Regions from separate parts of the Mus musculus genome. Here regions 2, 3, 4, 5, 6 and 7 are each linked to region 1. The links are chromatin contacts, called in public Hi-C, HiCAR-type, HiChIP or PLAC-seq and promoter capture Hi-C maps. All regions are on one chromosome and are shown on one strand. The core of a region is the stretch at or near the end of the contact, and the rest is flanking DNA. Distances in the headings are between cores, read along the strand shown. Region 1 holds the start of Cdc25a (cell division cycle 25A). Region 2 holds the start of Epm2aip1 (EPM2A (laforin) interacting protein 1). Region 3 holds the start of Qrich1 (glutamine-rich 1). Region 4 holds the start of Lrrfip2 (leucine rich repeat (in FLII) interacting protein 2). Region 5 holds the start of Arih2 (ariadne RBR E3 ubiquitin protein ligase 2). Region 6 has its middle 15 kb from the start of Gm24259. Region 7 holds the start of Ip6k2 (inositol hexaphosphate kinase 2).

The links. Hi-C and Micro-C count contacts between places; a contact is called where the count stands out from the background. HiCAR-type assays count read pairs that join an accessible place to other places. HiChIP or PLAC-seq counts read pairs in DNA pulled down with a chosen protein or histone mark. Capture Hi-C pulls out chosen DNA fragments and counts their contacts.
Region 2: a contact with region 1 is called in a promoter capture Hi-C map of adipose tissue, with 4 times the contacts expected there. The contact joins the promoter of Epm2aip1 here to the promoter of Cdc25a in region 1. A contact is called at or near these places in 4 of 39 promoter capture datasets (erythroid cells, liver and pre-B cells), 3 of 484 Hi-C or Micro-C datasets (B cells, CD4 T cells and CD8 T cells), 3 of 115 datasets of contacts at active chromatin or transcription factors (bone marrow-derived macrophages, large pre-B cells and regulatory T cell precursor) and 2 of 9 other capture datasets (adipose tissue and liver).
Region 3: a Hi-C map of embryonic stem cells shows a contact between it and region 1, with 8 times the contacts expected there. The contact joins the promoter of Qrich1 here to the promoter of Cdc25a in region 1. A contact is called at or near these places in 2 of 39 promoter capture datasets (liver and pre-B cells) and 1 of 484 Hi-C or Micro-C datasets (embryonic stem cells).
Region 4: a promoter capture Hi-C map of liver shows a contact between it and region 1, with 2.7 times the contacts expected there. The contact joins the promoter of Lrrfip2 here to the promoter of Cdc25a in region 1. A contact is called at or near these places in 1 of 39 promoter capture datasets (pre-B cells) and 1 of 9 other capture datasets (liver).
Region 5: a HiCAR-type map of astrocytes shows a contact between it and region 1, with 2.7 times the contacts expected there. The contact joins the promoter of Arih2 here to the promoter of Cdc25a in region 1. A contact is called at or near these places in 1 of 39 promoter capture datasets (pre-B cells), 6 of 115 datasets of contacts at active chromatin or transcription factors (astrocytes, embryonic stem cells, large pre-B cells and 2 more) and 1 of 9 other capture datasets (liver).
Region 6: a contact with region 1 is called in an H3K27ac HiChIP or PLAC-seq map of embryonic stem cells, with 5 times the contacts expected there. The contact joins the enhancer-like site here to the promoter of Cdc25a in region 1. A contact is called at or near these places in 1 of 39 promoter capture datasets (liver), 4 of 115 datasets of contacts at active chromatin or transcription factors (astrocytes, differentiating embryonic stem cells, embryonic stem cells and 1 more) and 1 of 9 other capture datasets (adipose tissue).
Region 7: a contact with region 1 is called in a Hi-C map of B cells, with 17 read pairs. The contact joins the promoter of Ip6k2 here to the promoter of Cdc25a in region 1. A contact is called at or near these places in 5 of 39 promoter capture datasets (the C10 cell line, frontonasal cranial neural crest, liver and 1 more), 1 of 484 Hi-C or Micro-C datasets (B cells) and 9 of 115 datasets of contacts at active chromatin or transcription factors (the 230-238 cell line, astrocytes, embryonic forebrain and 6 more).

The regions. Positions count from the first base shown.
Region 1 is chr9:109,874,309-109,876,836 of GRCm38.p6, reverse strand. It overlaps Cdc25a (cell division cycle 25A), which reads right to left and starts at 1,258. Exons shown (of 15, transcript NM_007658.3): 1 at 678-1,258. The coding sequence starts at 847.
Region 2 is chr9:111,270,580-111,273,107 of GRCm38.p6, reverse strand. It overlaps Epm2aip1 (EPM2A (laforin) interacting protein 1), which reads right to left and starts at 1,263. Exons shown (of 1, transcript NM_175266.4): 1 at 1-1,263. The coding sequence starts at 1,147. Mlh1 (mutL homolog 1) reads left to right here and starts at 1,500. Exons shown (of 19, transcript NM_026810.2): 1 at 1,500-1,699. The coding sequence starts at 1,584.
Region 3 is chr9:108,515,817-108,518,344 of GRCm38.p6, reverse strand. It overlaps Qrich1 (glutamine-rich 1), which reads right to left and starts at 1,258. Exons shown (of 10, transcript NM_175143.5): 1 at 1,105-1,258. Qars (glutaminyl-tRNA synthetase) reads right to left here. Exons shown (of 24, transcript NM_133794.2): 24 at 2,404-2,528. The coding sequence ends at 2,499.
Region 4 is chr9:111,116,864-111,119,391 of GRCm38.p6, reverse strand. Lrrfip2 (leucine rich repeat (in FLII) interacting protein 2) reads right to left here and starts at 1,268. Exons shown (of 15, transcript NM_001374664.1): 1 at 1,003-1,268.
Region 5 is chr9:108,648,146-108,650,673 of GRCm38.p6, reverse strand. It overlaps Arih2 (ariadne RBR E3 ubiquitin protein ligase 2), which reads left to right and starts at 1,266. Exons shown (of 16, transcript NM_011790.5): 1 at 1,266-1,445.
Region 6 is chr9:108,752,231-108,754,758 of GRCm38.p6, reverse strand. No RefSeq gene overlaps it. Among named protein-coding and RNA genes, the nearest start is that of Gm24259, 15 kb to the right of the region's middle. Within about 2 kb of position 1,263, at least 40 of the 459 cell types and tissues checked have an H3K27ac peak or open chromatin away from gene starts, as enhancers often do. A contact at or near this core is called in adipose tissue and embryonic stem cells, where this site is marked.
Region 7 is chr9:108,782,542-108,785,069 of GRCm38.p6, reverse strand. Ip6k2 (inositol hexaphosphate kinase 2) reads right to left here and starts at 1,258. Exons shown (of 6, transcript NM_001379600.1): 1 at 1,200-1,258.

The DNA of each region.
Region 1 (2,528 bases), core at 9-2,508:
CAAAAGTTGTAAGACAAGTTTAGGAGGCGAAATACCCAACATCGAAGGAAAAGCAACTTCACTAAAAATAGTGTTAAGCATTTTTGTTAGTGATAGTGGTGTAGGACTACAAAGTCCTCGAAGATTTCCAATATGGAAAAGTTAGGTAAAAAGTGATAGCTTAAAAAAGGTAGTAGATGGGTAGATACAAGAAACGTGCCGGCCAGGTGGCTGCATAGATTTTACACAAATGCAAGAAAAGAAAATGCCACGTCCCTTTGTTGAGAAGGAACAAAGCTTACAGGAAACTAAGATCCGGCGCGGGTGGTTCAGCAAAGAGGGCCTAGGAGGACCCATTCTCACCCTCCCTCCCAACCCCCATAAGGGTAGATTCCAAAGACTTTTCTGGAATAGAGACAGCGTAGAGAGAAATCTGAAAGGGGTGAACAAGACAGGATGCCCAGCAGGCTTCCTCGATCTCCGCGGTCTGGCTCTTGGCTGAGGATAGCCCTGGACTATCCGAACGGCCTCTCCCGCCCAACATTCCGCCCGGGAGGGAGGGTGCACATGGCGGGCCCTAGCCAGGCCATTCCGGGTCGGAGCATCAGAACCAAGTGGACAGACTCTGTTTCCTGCTGGATCATCCCGAGGGCCGACCAGAGGCCAGCGGCCTGGGGCATCGCTCGCTGGTCTCTCACCTGCCCAGTCCTTCCAGCTGGTCCATGGTGACCGTCAGGTTGGTGACAGGGGACAGTCCGCCAGCAGCTGACGCGCCAAACAGCATCTTCCCCGTGGGCTGCGGCGCAGGCGTGGGGCTGCAAGCGAAGAACAGGCGGCGGCGGTGGGGGGGCTCCGGGCCCAGTTCCATGGCGCCGCCGGGCCTGCCCGGACTCCCGCTCCGTCTTCCTCCGCCTCCGCTGCGCCGGGCCCCGCCCCGCTGGCACCGGCTTCAGCCGCGTGCCACGCCACCAGCGCCCGCGGGTCAAACACAAACACGACCCCGCGGTTCAGAGACGCGGCCGCCACGGGCAGCGGCGCGGACCGGCGAGCGTAGGGGACTCGGCAGGCGCCAGGCACAAGCACCGGTGCTTCCCTCTCTGTCCCGCGAGGCCCGCAGGCGGGCGGGCGCCTGCAACCTCAAGATTAAATCCAAACAAACTCCGTGGAGGAAGAGTCTTGAGACCACCGCTCCGACTAACTCGCCTCACTTTTTTTCTCCCTCCTTGCTCCGTAGCCGGCTCGCAGAGAAGGAACCTTCACTTCCCTCACCACCAAAGTGGCCTTAGCGTTAATTGCTGCACACTCAGGATAGCCGCCGCCCCGCCCCTTTCCTAGTTGGCGCCAAACGGAATTCACCAATCAGGAAGCAAACTTCTCCTCGCTCCCGAATGACAGCTGAGCCGGACCAATGAGAAGGAAAGGAGGAAGCGTCTCGTGGGCCTCCTCGAGGTCACGCCCTCTCTCGGTGGGGGCGAAGCCTGAAGAGTTGGGAGGTGGCTGAAATGAGAAAGGAGTCAATGAAACTTTCTGTGGGGGCGCTAGTCCCTACCGAAAGGCCCCGCTCTTTTTCAGTTGCATGCTGGGTAGTGTAGTTCCTACAGCGTGTGCTACACACCTGTCTGAGCTACTGAGCATAGTGCTGTGCACTTTTTTTTTTTTTTTTTTTTTTTTTTTTTTTTTTTTTAGGAGACAGAGAGACTAGGGAAGGCCATCTGGACCAGGCGTTGGCTCTTCTCTAACTGTGTGGTACAGTACCATGGATCCTGGATCCCTCTTTTCCTTCACAGGACTTCAGGCTCTGATTTTGTCTTTCTTTTTTTCTTTTTCGAGACTGGGTTTCTCTGTGTAGCCCTAGCTGTCCTCGAACCCGCTCTGTAGACCAGTCTGGCCTCGAATTCAGATCGATCTGCCTCTGTCTCTGCCTCTCGAATGCTGAAATTAAAGGCATGTGCCACCATTCCTGCTCCAGACTCTGATTAATTAATTTAATTAATTTTTGAAATAGGGACTTTTTTTTTTAATAGCCCGGGCTGAAACAGGAGTAGTTGAGAGCTATGATCCACAGATAGCAAGCAGAGAGAAGGGGGTGGGGGGAGGTGGGATGGAGAAAGGAAGAGGGAGAGGGAGGGAGGGAGGGAGGGAGGGAGGGAGGAAGAGAGAGAGAGAGAGAGAGAGAGAGAGAGAGAGAGAGAGAGAGAGAGAGAGAGAGACTTTGCCTGGTGTGGGTTTTTAAGAACTCAAAACCCACTCCCATCTACACACCTGTTCCAACAAGGCCACACCTTCTCTAAAATCCCTCCCAAACAGTTGGGGATCAAGCATTCAATCATATGAGCCCATGGGAGCCATTCAAATCACTGTAAAAGTACTAGGCAACATTTAGTGTTTATGTACATGACAGTGTTTCATGTGTGATAACTCTACTAGTGTACTTAATCTTTACAAGTCTTACATCACAAAAATAATTCCAGGAGGGACCAGAGTGAAGGGAAGGTAGTTACTTTATTCACTATTTAGATGAATAACCATTATATCACAAGACATGGTTA
Region 2 (2,528 bases), core at 14-2,513, 1.4 Mb before region 1:
CAAAATCACAAAGCCACTGCTTGTCTGAGAAATGAACTGTTGTTGCCCCCACTGAGACCAAGAACGCCTCGATTTCTTTTCTTAGTGAAAATATTAGTTTTAACGTTTTGCCTCTTCTCAGCCAGTTGTTCAAACACCGTCCGTTAACTCTTTCACCATGCTCTGACTCAGACTCAGTTAGTAGAGGCTGAAACTCCGGTCGCCTAACACCTCTGGTCTTAATCATAACTACCCATTCAGATATGGTATTTATGATCTGATTAATATCAACATCATAAGAACTCAACAGTTCCAAGTGAAGAAATCCCGAATAGTGGATTACGTTCCAACAGTTGGGACTCACGGCCTTCTCTCTCATGTAGGAGACCAGTCCGGAGTTCTCGCCGATCATCCTTAAAGTGTGGGTCGTGGTCAGTCCAACCATTCGCTGTAAGCTGAGCCCTGCTGTCTGCAGGGCTTCCAGAATTGCCGACATGAGAGCCCCAACACTGAAGTGATGAGTCAGGTTGATAATCGTCAGAAGATCTTCTTGCACCTCCAGGTCGCGGCCGACGCCACGGATGAAGACCAGCAGGTAGTTCTCATAGGCCACAAAAGCCTGGTCATCCAAAGCAAGGGAATAGGCCTTAAAGTCCCTGGCTCGGTTAAACAGCTGGCTGCGGAGGTTGCTGTCAATGCTCAGAATCCTCTGCCGTGTGATCTCTGGAGACAAGTCAATGCCTTCCAGGACGCCGACGTGATCCGGCAGCACCTCTCTCAGCAACACCTCCATGCACTGGTGTACGAAGTCACCCTCACCCCAGCCGCGACCCTTCAAGGCCAAGAAGCGGCAGAGGCCGAGGCCTGCCCGGGTCGCTCTCTCCTCCGGAGTGAGCACGGCGGCCAAAGACATGTCACCCTGCCGCAGACGCTCGACCAGGGCCGCGCGTTCCTCGTCCCCTACAAACCGCTCGTAGAATTCGTGCTCGGCCTCGTAGTGGCGCCTCACGTCGCGTTCCCGAGTAGAGGCGACCAGGCGGCGACACACCAGGCACAGGGCCCCGTCACCCTCCGCAGGCTCCACCACCAGGTATCGCTGGGTCCACTCGGGCCGGAACACCAGAGCCTCGTCGACTTCCATCCTAATCCTCTTGGGCGTCATCCACATTCTGCGGAGGCCACAGGAGAACGCCGAGCTCTGAGGCCGCAGCAAACGGGGAGGAGCCCGACGAACGCCAAGCACCCCCTGGGTTCTGCGCCAGATCACCCGAGCAGGGGTGCACCAGCCTCCGCCAGGGCACCTCCGTTCCTATTGGCTGGAGATTTCGTATTCCCTCAGCTCTCAGAAATGAGCCAATAGGAAGAGCGGACCGTGAACTTTGACGCGCAAGCGCGTTGCCTTCTAGCCTGGTGTCGGGCCGCTGTTTAGAGCGGGACAGAGATCCCAGGAACTGACGTGTAAAAGCGCTTGACTGGCATTCATGCTGCCCAATCAGCACTTGCCGCTGGGAAGACGGCGCAGGACTGCAGTCGGCCGAAGCTGAAGGAAGAACTTGAGCGTGAGGAGCTCGAGTGATTGGCTGACTGGGAACTCGGGCGCCAATATGGCGTTTGTAGCAGGAGTTATTCGGCGTCTGGACGAGACGGTAGTGAACCGCATAGCGGCGGGGGAAGTCATTCAGCGGCCGGCCAATGCTATCAAAGAGATGATAGAAAACTGGTACGGAGGGAGCGGAGCCGAGTTCCCCGACTGAGAGCCGGGGCGGGCCGACCCACCTGCTGCAGTCGGCCACCGTGCGGGGCACCGAGCACGGGGACCGTGGGGGCATCGGGCACAGGGACCCTGCGCGTGCCAGGCTGGTTTCCCATTATGCACACGGCCGAAGGTCCTCACGACTTGCGCGAGACCTGTTTGGGTCGCAAGTAGGGGAAGCACGCGTGGTATTGGTTTAATGGTATCTTCCTGGAGTATGCGGCTCGCCGCCACGTTACATACAACGAAGATGCGCGGCTGACGATGTGTGAATGTGTAAGGGTGGAAGAGAAACAGTCTTCAGAGTGTGCCATTTTAGGTTTATCATTCATTCCCGGAATAATCCCTACACATCCAAGGCACAGTTTCTTCTGAGTTTTATTCAGACGTATCAGGACATGGGGCTTTTTTTCTGACTCTCCTCTTGTCAAATTAGTGAGTGACCCTAGTCTGAGACTTAGACCTGCATCTGAGACTTAGACCCGTCAGGTTGTGGAGGGGAGAAGTTAAACGTGTACTGTTTAACCTTTAATAGGCACAGTGAATAGTATACCCCAAAGTAGACACACCACCAAATAAGTTCAAAAAGGACACTGTGTACATAAGGACTTTGTGTTAATATCAGTTGATGGTTGTGAAAGCCAAAGAAGACAAATGTTCAGAAGTGCACTGAAAAGACAAAGCATTCAGAACGATGACACTGAGATAAATGACCTCAGGCCCTCTTTGGGGTCCAAAGACCTTTATGCAGGAGTCACCTAAGACCATCGTGAAATTCTGATATTTACATTACAAT
Region 3 (2,528 bases), core at 9-2,508, 1.4 Mb after region 1:
GGTTAAGAAACAGCCCTTATCAAGAACAGAAAGGCAAGCCCCTCCCACCCACGCGGAGGTGGAAAAAAAAAAGGGGGGGGGGAGGCTGCATTTAAGTGAGGATTTAAAGCGGAATTTTAGAGCTCCGAGAGTTTGATACCATATACAGAGGAGGATCTCTTTCCGGAGCGCACAGAGGTGACGTGTATCAACTGCGCTTATGGAAGAATCGGTTCTAATGGAAGAAAAGCGGGGCCTGGTAATGGTAACCTTCTCTCCTCAGCACAAAGCACCAGTACAAGGTGAGGAAACCCATGGGGACCCAATGCCCTCTCCGGCCAGCAGGACTCGGTTTCCCAAGCAGAGCAGCACCCTCCCCAAGCACCCACCCAGTCCTTGGGCCTCGCTTAAGTAACAGCATTCTTCAGTTAGTACGAGCACTCCTGTCCGCCTCCCGGAGGAGCGGAGCCGCAAGCCAGACCGCAAAGCCGCTATGTTTCTCCGCAGACCTAGGCCACCGCTGCCCCGGACGTCACGAGGACAAGGGCCCAACCCTCAACCTTCCCCAGTCGGCAGGTCGGTCGTCCGCCAGGCCGCTCGCCCGCCCGCCCGTCTGCCCTCCTCTTGGAAGGGGCGTCCGGCGCGCACTCCGGACAGCGTGAGCGACCAACAGCAGGGCGCGCGCCGCAAAACCGGGGGGTCGCGGGGTGGCGCGCGCCCCGGAAGCCGTTCTAGCCCACGGGCCACAGCTGAGAGCCAACGGGGACGCGCACGTCGGGCGGCTACGCGCAACGAGAGGACCGCACAGCGCGCACGATAACGCACGCGCGCGCGCAGAAAAATGAGAAAAAAAAAAAAAAGAAAAAAAAAAGCCACGCTCGTGCGCGCGCGCCTCCGCGCGCCCCCGTGCGCCGCGCCCACCCGCCCCTCAGGCCCGCCCCTCCCCCACCCGTGGGGCGGAGGCTCGCGAGCCGAGGGACGTTCTCCGCTCTGAAGCCGCCCTGAGGTCGCCTGGGCCCAGCGGCAGCGGCCCGCCCGCCCCCGCCCGCCCGCCGTTGTGTAGGGTGGGCCTGCCGCCTTCGAGCCAGAGCCTTGCTGCGTCCCCGCCCTCACCAGAGCCCTCACCCGGCGACGTCACCGCCGCCGCTGCCTCCGTTCTACCCGCCGGCCCCGCTTCACCGCCCGGGGCCTCGGTTCTGCCGTCGCCGCTCCGAGACCGACAGGATTTTCTCCTCACAGCTCCCTGGGCGCCATCTTACATTCAGCCCTCACGGCCAATGGGAGCCGAAGGCCCTTCTCGCGAGAACCGGAGCGTCGGATCCCGCGAGAGCTGCCTGCCAGGCTTAAAGGGAACGCTGCAGCCACAGAGGGAACCGGTTGGAGTGGAGAGCGTACCCCTCGTTGTGGGAAGGAGCGCCACGCCCATGGGCACCCCTCCATGCGGGGCGGGGCTTAGGCCCGGGGTTCAGCATCCAGGGGTATTTTGCCCCTGCCCTGGGTCTGAAAGCATGCTTTTTGAAGCCACCTACGGTGTCCCGCTAGCGCCTCCTCTAGTTGCACAGTTCCACGCGAGGCGGGGCCGGGCCTAGCTCGGCCTCGTGGTTAAGGTGGCCCCCTTTCAAACCCCTGAACTGGGCGCAGCTTTAACCATTGTGCCGCGCCTGGGAAGCGCTCGGGGCGTTAGTGCACGGGAGAAAACAGCTTCAGGAACCCCCAGCACCACCTCTCATCTGAGATCGCTTTGCCACAGTCAGGTCCACCTTAAAGCAGGCCTTGGGTAGCCTAGTGTTTGTATACAGGGAAAATGTGGAAGGCTTTAAAGCTGCAGGCACTCACCTACAGCCTCACCAGAAGCTCCCAGCAACCCAGGGGGCCCTCAGTCTGGGGCAAACCTTAGTGCCTTCTGCACTTGTTCCTGTCCTAGCAAACTCTAATCTTCAAATTCTTCAGAAGTCAATTTCTGAGACGGGGTCCAATCCAAGGGCCAGCATAGCCAGGAATCTCATCTCAGCACCGTATAGACATCCAGGGAGTTTGCTGGGGTCCCCAAACTGGAAAGGCCACAACAGCATTCATGATTTATCTCACTATGCTTAAATAGTTGACAGGGCTTTTTTCTAAATGATCACACGGGGGGTCATGTGTCTCTTGATCTCTAGCCACAAAGACACAAACCTAGATCCCTCCATAGGACTGGTGACTGTGCAACAGCATCTCTGGGGTTCTCAGGTTTATCATAGTAAGTGCTGAGCTAATTCCAGCCATGCACCTGCCTTTGAGAACCAAGTGCAGTAGTGACTTTGTGGCTGGCTCTTTTCTGGGGAAGTGCATTCTTCCAGAAGACATATGAGACCCACCACTGCCAGCTAACAAACTATTTCTCCAGGGTCCTCAGATATTAGAAAGGCAGACAACAGAGAGACGCCAGAGGGATTTAGTTATTCTTTATTGAAACGGAGTGTGGAGTGCTGAAGGGCACCCCCAGCCTCCAGGATGAGGTAGGGCCACATGTATTCAGTTCATATTTTGCCTGGGTCTTCTTTTAGTGT
Region 4 (2,528 bases), core at 19-2,518, 1.2 Mb before region 1:
GAGTCAGAGTGTGACCTCACTTCCGACGTGAATCACACTTTCCGAAGTTCTTACTCGGCATGAGTGTATTAAATACGAGGTCATAGGATCCCTGTAGTTGTTAAACAGAGCATGATGTTGGTTAATCGGGGCTAACTCTGCAAGACATTGAAGCTACGGTAAACTTGGCCAACTAACTCTTACTGCAACACACATTCTTCAGCAATTGCAGCTTTTCACACCTACTGGGGAGAAAAAGTCCAACACTGATTAAGAATGTATCTGTCGATACCCTGACTGCACCTCTTCTCGCTGCGATAACACAACACGAATAGCAGTCACTGTTATCCTTACAGAGTTTTCAGTCAATCAAGCTACTGTAGAAAAACCGTGGCAAAAATGCTGAGTCACTAAATGGGAAAAGCAAAAGGGGCTACAAATACTGAAAGTTTGGGATACCCTTTAGCCACGTTTCTACGTTATATTTGTATGTCTCGAGGTGGGGAACATAATACACAAAGCAAACGCTTGAACTTTTCTCCTCTGGGTTCTCTTATGTCCCTTGCTTCCTGCTGGATATCCACAGCAAAGGGAAACCAGGCCTGACTGGAGCTATGAAACTCCACAATGTGGGTGTAAATAACGCCCGCTGTTAGTCAAGCATTAACCCTGACCGTCCTGCCCTGAGCCTGGTAAGCCCGCGCGCTTCAGTTCAGATCAAGAAGGAAGCAGGAGAGGGGGGAATCTCACTCAAAAAGCTACGCCCTCCACCGGCCTGACACCGTTCCCGGGGCGGCCCCTCCCGGGACAGACTGAGGACAGAGTCTGCGGGAGTGTGGCGCCGGGAGCAACGGGAGCTGGAGCACCCAGCTGTCCCAAGTGATGCCCGGTCCAAGGGGCGTAACCCCTTCTTCCCCCGCGGGGGGCGGGCGAAGCGGGAGCAGGGGACCCGCCGGGCGACCCCAGCCCGGAGCCGCCACTGGGCAGCGCCTGGAGACAGCCGGGTCCGCCGCCTGCCCTTACCTGCGTGTGGCGCGGGATGAGGCTGCGGCGCCGCCCGGAAGGGCCGGAGCGGCCGCCCGGGAGCCGGGAGAGGAGAGCGCCGGCCACACTCTGCACCCCCCCGCACCGTCCACCCCGCGGGCCGCAGGGAGACAAAAAGAAGGGCTCCTCGCGCCGCGGCCGGTCGTGGAGTCACACTGAGCGCGCCCTTCGCCCCGCGGCCGACACAGCGAACGCGACCCGGGACGAGCCGCAGCCCGAGCAGCGGCTGCAGCTGCGGCGGTGGCGGGGCAGAGGGGCGGGGCCACCGGCCGGCGACCCGCTCACCCGGAAGTACTTGTGGCAGGCGGCGGGGTAGCGGACGCGCGCGGCTCGGAGGCTACTGGCTGGACCGCGGAGCGCAGGGCTCGCGGGTGACGGGGAGGGAGACACGCTCGACACGCACTGGCTCAAGCCGGGCCTGGTCCCGAGCGTTGGTATCTGAGCGTTTCGTAACCGTACTTAGCCAGGTGGCCTCAAAGCGGTCTGGTGGGAGGTTTTGGGTGAGTGAGGCACCTGGCGCGCAGTCTGTGGGAAAGGATGTGGAGGGTGGGTGTGGCTGAACGAAATGAAAATACCTGTTTTTAAAGAGATTTCCACCTGAGGCTGTAGCGCAGGTAATAGGGTGCTTACTTAGCATATCTGTAACCTTGGGTGCCATTCCCAGCATAAAATCAGGTATGATGCTATACACCTGTTGTCCCGGGTACCCTGGAACCTGTGGCAGGGCAAAGGAGTTTGAATTATCACAGTGAGACCTGTACACATCACACACACGCGCGCACACACACAAACACACAGACCCAAATCGTAGGCATGTTCTTCAATCCCAAAAGTATCTGGGGAAGGCCCTCACGTTCAAAGTTCCAGGCACCGGAAGCCCTGATCATGCTCTCGGGGAAACTTGCCTTCTAATTGAGTAGATGAACTTGATCAGATAAACAAGGTAATGACAGATTGTCGTGAACTCAGCGGCAAGCAATGATGAGAACATTTTGAGGGTGAGGCCTCTGGCTGGAGAAGATGGTGAGAGAAGACCTCTGGCAGGAAGTGATAGCCGAGCAGGTATCTGGGGGAAAGGGCACAAAATGGTCTTAGGCACGACCTCCCATCTGCAAAAACTGCAGATTTCAGAAGCCCACGAATAAGCCCACGGATGACATGTTTGGATTTTGTCTGATGGCTTCTAAAAGGACTTTCAGAGCTGCCCGTATCCACTGAGATATCAAAGGCTTGATTAACCTTTCATGTTCACGGGGCTGCCACTGTGGGATCAATCAATCCTGGAGGTTCAGCACACAGAGAAAAGTGTGCTGAGAGAAACTGTGTGTCTGTCTGTCTGTCTACAATTGGCTCACAGACAGCAACTTTGGGTGGTATTTCCCTGGAGTCATGCTCCTTGGTTTTTTAAAGACATTATTAAATCTCACATAGACCTGGAATTTACCAGGTCGGCAAAGCTAGCAGCCACTCCAGTGCTGGGGTCACAGGCAAGCGCCACCACACCT
Region 5 (2,528 bases), core at 17-2,516, 1.2 Mb after region 1:
TATAGTGAGAACTTTTCTCAAAAAAGAAAAAAAAATTTTTTTTTTAATTTTCTGTTTACAAGTATGTGTGTGCCGGAAGAGGTTCAAAGAGGGCTTCGGATCCCCTGGACATTATCAATAGTGGGCAAGGACCTCAGGTTTCTGGAGAGAACAGCAAGAGCTCTTAATGGCCCAGCCAACTCCCAAGTCTCTTCAGTTATATTTTTTCCAAGAATTACATAAAAGAGGCTATTACACGGTCTTTTTTCTTTCTGCCTCACTTTTCCGGGTGTCTTGAATACCAATACATACACTCCAGAAAAGGTAGAACTAGGTTATCTACAGATTTGCACGAACATTGATTTACCTCACAGTGCCTCTGGCTTCACTCCAGTAATTAACATCTCGATGGAGTTGCTACTTGAGCGAGCCTCCTATCAGTCCACAACAAGGCTTGGTGACCAGAACTTGGTGACTGGAGTCCTAATGCAGTCTATATCGTGGGTAGAAGTTGTGCAGCGAAACACTTACGATGTATGAATCTCTGGGTCTGGTAATCTAGCAAGGCAAACCAGCCTTGGCTATATAGTGAGTTGCTTCTAAATATAACCACACCAAACAAAAAATACCCGTCGTGAAGGTGAGTGGAAGTCGGAGAAGTGGGTGGCTAGGGGGATAGTGTCATGAGAAACTAAAGTCTGATTGCTCATGGGCCAGAACTTCCTCCTAACGTACGTAGAAATTCCGAGTATGGCTCATGTCAAACCATAGTTGCCCGGAAACTATGATCTTTTTAACCTACTCCAGTGTTGCCAGAATGTCTTCTCACGCTGTTCGTCAGAGTATAAACAGTGAAGTGGGTAGACGTCTGGTCAGGGGAAAAAAAAAAAAAAAAAGCTAAAAATACCTCATCTAAGGGTCTGATGGCTCAGTGGGTAAAAAGCGCTTACTGCCACGCCTGACAAGTGTTTGATCCTCGAAACCCACATGGTGGAAGGAGAAAAACTGCTCCCGGAAAATTGTCCTCTGACCTCTTCTGCACGCGAGCCGTGCGACACACACAAAATACACGCAAGAAAACCTAAAACTAACTATCGAATAAAGACACTGGTAGGCTATAACGCAGGAAACAAATTCCTACATCATTCCTTCAAAAGCGAACGCTCAGTAGTTCCTCCCAGGGGCTCTCGCTAGAGGATGGTGAGGAAGCGATTCCAACCGACTACGCAGTCGTCAGAAGCCTGGGAGCCTCCAGGGCGACCGCAGGTCGACCCCTACCGGAAGTGACGCGCGGCGCAGAACACTTCCGGAGCTGCGGGGGACGGCTCTGCCGGAGGAAGCTGCGCGGGCCTGAGCCGCGTCCGCCGGCTGCCTCCGCTGCCGCTACGCCTCCGTCAGCCTGGTTTGGTCTGGCTTGACCTGGTCCGGCCGGCCTGGGCTCTGCGGCCGCGAGGTCGCGGCTCCCGGTAAGTGCGCGGCGGGAGTCGAGGCCTTGTTTACTCTTGACTGGCCGCCGGGAGGGGGGGGATCCCCGCGCGTTTCGCCGGCGCGGTCCGGGCTCCGCCTTCGCCGCCGCTTGCGAGGCCGGGCCGTCCCAGGTCCCGACGTTCCCCGCCGACTGATAGGCACTCCCGGAGGCGACAGCCCGCGCCGGCGGGTGCCTGGCGTCTCTCCTGGGTTCCTCTTCCTCGTTGGCTCTTTAGCTCCCCGAGAGGTCGGAGGCCAGGGCCTCTGGCCCGCGAGGCTCGGGTGCGCTCGGGCCTGCCCTTCTGGGCGCTCCAGGCGAACGCACCGCCTCGGAGGCTCCCCGTTTCTCTGGTGGTTGGGAGCTTTGGCAGCGCCAGCCGCACTGTTTGTTAACGCCCGTCCTGGGAAAGGGCCTCCCCGCGCGTGGGTTCCGTGTCCGCGCGAAGACCGGGGCGCCTCGCAGAGACGTGCGACCGGTCACGCCCGACGCCACTGGTCTAGCCTCAAGAGAGGCGGTGGTGTTCTCGGACGAGCTCGCCTTAGTTCTTCTGTTTGTTACTCTGTCTCGTAGAACTTTCTGTCGGCGACGAACACGTTCTAGACCTTTGCTGTTCAGTATGGTAGCCATTAAGCCACACACGGCTTTCGTGTTGACATGTATGTAGTTAGTATATCTGAGAAACTACATTTGACTTTTTAAAAGTAAACTAACTTTCAATAACTCCATGTAATCGGCGGCTACCTGCCATTATTAGGACAGATGCGGTGTCGAGTTGGTTGTTTTTAGACAGTGTCTACATAGTCATGGCTGTCAAGGAACTCACTGTGTAGACTGGGCCGAACTCGAACTCACCTGCTTCTGCCTCTCAAGTGCTGGCATTGAAGGCTTGCACTACCACGCCCGGGATGCTGCTGAGTTTTTAAACAAGTTGCTGATTCATATTTTTCAGCCAAGAAGTTTTCTTCGAAATGTAGTTAATAAATGACTACTGAGGGCCAAGTGTTACAACTGGAGTTAAACATCTGTGCGACTAGCCAATTTTTTTGTGTTCCTGTCAACTTCAAACTAAAAGGTCTTTATC
Region 6 (2,528 bases), core at 14-2,513, 1.1 Mb after region 1:
CACAGCTACAGATCATGGGTCATTCAGGAAGGGAGCTGGCTGCTGTAAATCATCGCTAGGATATTCTCCCAGAACAAAACAGGAAAATTACCAAGAAAAGTGTTCCACAGGGCCAGGGTGGAGGCGGTTCCCAGCACATCTTAGACATGCACACTGTGTCCCCAATGTCCCCAATGTCCCCAGTGCTTCCAGGCAGCACACAGCCCTGAGGGGCCAGCTGAAAGATTCCCATTGTGCTGGATGGATGCCCAGTCTGTGAGCCCCAATTCCACCCACACTCTCAATGCGCCCCTGCCTTCACACTGTGTGCCAGGCCTTTGCGTTGTTGTTTTTTTAAATACATTTTTAAGGTTTTAAATTTTGTATAGGAATGGATGGGAGAGATATATGAGTTAATGACACACACACACACACACACACACACACACACAGAGGGATGGGGAGTGAAGGTCGGAGGACAATTTGCAGGAATAAATTCTTGCAGAGAACTAAATTCAGCTTGTTAGGTTTGACAACCTTTACCCATTGAGTTCTCTTGCTGACCCTGAGCCTGGCCTTCTATTTAGTAAAACTAGCTTGTTTGGTTAACTATTAGAAGGTCCACTCTGTATCAGGCAGTGGGGGCTGGTTTTGCTATGATCCAGAACATTCCAGTCTTGAGCAGAGCACAAGGAGCAAACAAACCAGCCCCTGGACCCTAACTAACCTTTACTAAAGTCACCAGCTGATAGGGCAAGGGTCTAGGCAAAGCTAGGGCAGGCCGGGTGTGGTGGCACACGCCTTTAATCCCAGCACTTGGGAGGCAGAGGCAGGCGGATTTCTGAGTTCGAGGCCAGCCTGGTCTACAAAGTGAGTTCCAGGACAGCCAGGGCTACAGAGAAACCCTGTCTCGAAAACCAAAACCAAAACCAAACCAAAACAAAACAAAACAAGCTAGGGCAGAACGGATAGCTACCCTCTGGTAAGTATGTGGTTTCCCAGAGGGGCAATCTGAGGCCCAGATCAGAATTCCCTTTTGTCCTTTGGGCAGCGTCCGCCAGGAGCTTGGGATGGTGACCTAAACGCCAAGGTCTGAGGGACACGTTTTCCCACTGTGCTCTGCTCGAGGCTGTGGTTGCCTGGGGAACTGTCTCTCATTTGGGATCTGAGCTGAGATTTGGAGGCTGATGGAGACTTGAGACTTGGATGAGATTGAGTTTCTCACTTGGGATTGGCTGCAGTTCTAGGATAGAAGGCCAAGAGCCCAAAGGGAGTCAGGGATAGCCTGCCCCCTGCTGACCGAAGTGGAAAACTGCAGAGCTGCAGCTCAAGGTCACACAAAATGGACACCCACAAGAAAACTTGATTCTTGGCCACCTGTCTGAACAGAAAGCAACTTCGGCCAAAAGCGCATCTCTGGCCAACCGTTGTCAAGTTTTGAAAGTACAACAACGTAAAAACAGAATTCTAGGCCTTTAGGCCCAGGCTTGGGAATGTGGCCTTTGTAAAGGTATGCTAATCATAAAAGAGATAGCGACCCACCCGCTTCCTGGGTTCAAAGAGTGCTCATTCAAAGAAAGTCACCCAGAACCTGCAATGCAAATGTGCTATTGTTAGGGGCTCTTAGAAGCTGTCTTGAGAGTTAACAATTACCAGGTATTCCTTGTGACTCTTGTAACTTTACACTTCCTTGTGACTCTTAACTGGTATCTTTGGTATCTTCCAACAACGCCCTCCCCACTTCCTTGAGTTTCGGTTTCTTCCTTTAAATACCCCCTTACCCAGCTACTCGGGGCGCCACGGTCCTCTACCCCTGCGTGGTGTATGACCATGGGCCCGAGAGCGCTCTTGAATAAAAATCCTCTTGCAATTTGCAGCAAGACCCGTTTCTTGTGGGTGATTTTGGGGTGTCGCCTCTCCTGAGTCAGAACGTGGGGGAGTCCTCACGTTGTGGGTCTTTCAGTTTCAAGTGATGTGAAACGAGGACGAGAATTCCTGAGGAGTCTGTGTCTCTTACCAATCCAGTCTTCTCTTTTGCTTCTTCTGAGAGGCATCACATGAAAGGAGGGAGAAGGAGGAGGCGCTGTGTGCCTAAGTGTTTAAACCACTTAAGAGGCAAAAGGCCTGCGATAGTGCCATGGCTTTAATCCCAGCACAGAGGCAGGCAGATCTTTGAGTTCAGGGCCAGCCTGCTCTACAGAGTAAGTTTTAGGACAACTAGGGCTACACACACACACACACACACACACACACACACACACACACACACACACAAGACCTTCTCAAAAAAACTCAAAACCTTAAAAAGGGTGGGGGGGGGGAGCTAGCTAGCTTCATAGCCTAAGACAGTAGACACCTTAAAGTGGAAGCCATGGCTGCCGTCCACAGGAGTCCAAAAATACAAGCAATGAACTCCATCAGCAATGGTAAAAGGCTCTAGGACCCCCTGGTGGACCACAGTACTATTACTGTTGAAACCCTTGGCTTAAAGTGTCAAGGACACTCACAATTGGCCATCAGGATCTGTCCAATAAAGCCACGAACAACAT
Region 7 (2,528 bases), core at 9-2,508, 1.1 Mb after region 1:
TTAAATACTGAAAATCAACAACAATGCTGTCAACAAGGAAGGTCCTTTAAATTTTTCAAAATGTTTGTCTGCATCATATTTGCTGTTTCAAAACTGCCAGGGCTTCTTTCTTTTGGATCTTTTTATTTTCATAAATATTTATTAGTTGACAATTCCAAACATGTATACAATGTATTTTGACCATATCCATCCCCCTGGTCCCTTCTTATCCCCCTCCCACTGCCTCTGGATCCCTTCAGTACTTTTTCTTACAAATATTCGAAATTATTTTGTTCTTGCTCTATGTACATTTCTGCTAACAAAATGTTTATTTACATGCGATGACTAGCTCTATTTCCTTTCGCGTGTAAGAAGAGCCCTAGATTTCACCAGTTCCTACATTTTTCCCCATTTTCCCGCTAGTACAGCTTTCTTGATATTTGATAGAAATTAAAATCCTAAAAACGAATCAAGTCATTAGGAAGGATGCAGAAGATAGATGCAGTCTTGTTATCAAATATGAATAAAATCCCACTCGTGGTAGGAGCATCAGCATAAGAAGAAGAAAAAAGAAGACACCTTCTGATCCATTTTAAGATCTTAAAGGAGAAGAAGGGGAAAAAAAAAAAACCAATAAGGTTGGATGCGCAGATCACCCTCTCCCCCGCCTTTCCGGGATCAAAGAGGAGCTGACTGGCACAACTGACGTTCAACACCCAAAATGGCTGCACATCTGCAGGCCCAGGTAACAACAGTACCTGAGGATCCGGGCTGACCCTTCCATCCAAAGATAAAGACCCCATCCTCAAAGACCAGGGAGATCGTGGCCGGGGGACCTCTGTGAGACCAGAGATCCTGTCCTCCACCGGAAGACCCAGGGAGACCGCTTCAAAACCGGAGAAAGACACTGTCGTCGTCCCCCGCCCCCTCCCCTCCCCCGGTTCCGGGAGACCCTCCAATGCCGGGGGGAAGATTCTGCCCCGTCTCGGTGGGCAACGCTACTCTCCCCAGTAACTGCAAGGTACAATGGCCCCCCGTAAATAGGGAAGGGATGACTACACAAAAAAAGGGGGAGACCGCTTCTCAATGACAGCCATAGGACCCCCTTCACAAACCCAAGCCTCCCAGGGATCCCGGAGCCCGGCCGCTACCAGCACCGAAAACCTCTTCCCCTGAGCCCCGGGGTGACAGGGCCACGGGCCGGGCGGGGCGGGCGTTACCTGCGGCCACAGCCCAGTCCCGCGACGCTTCCGTCCTATTGTTTCTCTTCCACCAAAATGGCTGCGGCCGCGCTCAGCCCCGCCCCCCAACCTCGCTCCCAGGGCCCCTCGCTATTGGCTCGCACCCGAAGCCGCGCAAGCGGACTGGGCGGCCTGGAAGACTGTTGCTAGGGCGCCGGGATTCGCTTGGGGCGGCTTCCTGAATGGGCAAGGGGCGGGAAGAGGCGGGGCGTTGTCCTGAGTGAGGAGGGTGGCCAGTCTGTTCTGGAGTTGAAGTAACTGATGGGCTGTGTGCCAAATGGATCGATTGCAGGATGCCTAGGGTAAGGGTGGATGGACAGACAGTCCTGGTTTGCCCCGCACTGGGGAGTTTCCTAGGATACAGGAATGTCAAGGCCAGTATTCATTCTGTGATAAACTGCAAAGCTGGTCAACCTAGCAGATGGATGGACAGAACTACATGTCGCTAAGATGGATAAAGGGATAGCAGCAGGGAACAGAGAGAATGACTACAGACGATAGACAAATACATGGCTCTATAGGAGGCCAGTAAGACGGCTCAACAGGTCAAGCCGTTGCTCTGTTTCTCTCTGGCTCTTTGTCTCTGTCTCTCTCTCACTCACAAACACACACTCACACCACACACACTATAATAATTTTTAAAAAATGTTTAGACAGGTGAACAGATGAGTGGACAGACAGACAAGATAAAAGCCAATAGAAGTCTGATCAGAGGGATGTATAGGGTCCTCGGTAAATTGATAGGTCTGGAGCATAGAGCTCATCCAAGACTCCTTTGTCTGGAGCCTGTGTCATTCAGAAGGTCTCCTGCATGAGTGAACGAGTGTCAGCGCAGCCAGGAAAGGCAAGGAGCACGATGGGAACCATGGGCATGGGATGACCTCCTTCTTGGCTATTGGCCTTTCTGTAAAGGATGCCAGAGTTGTAACCCTGCATCCTGGGCATTAGCAAAGATGTAGCTCATAGGTTTTTAAAACTGAAGTATTTATTAAGCACCTACACTCTGCAGTGAGTGCAGTAAACAGATTTTTTTAATCCCTGCTTTCTAAAGGTGGACAAGAGAAACTCCTATTACCAACAGGTTCCTCTTGGAATCGCCTTCCCTTGAGGCCTTCATGGCTCTGTGTTCAGTTCTGTCTAGTTTTTCTTTTTCACATTTTTTCCTCTCTGTCTATACCCACTTACCCCGGGTCGTGGTTTTGTTTTTAAAATATTAACTAATTGAGTCCAGATCCCTCTCTGTAGCCCAGGCTGGCCTCAAAATTAAGGCAATTCTTCAGCATCAACCTTCCTCTTACTGGGATTACA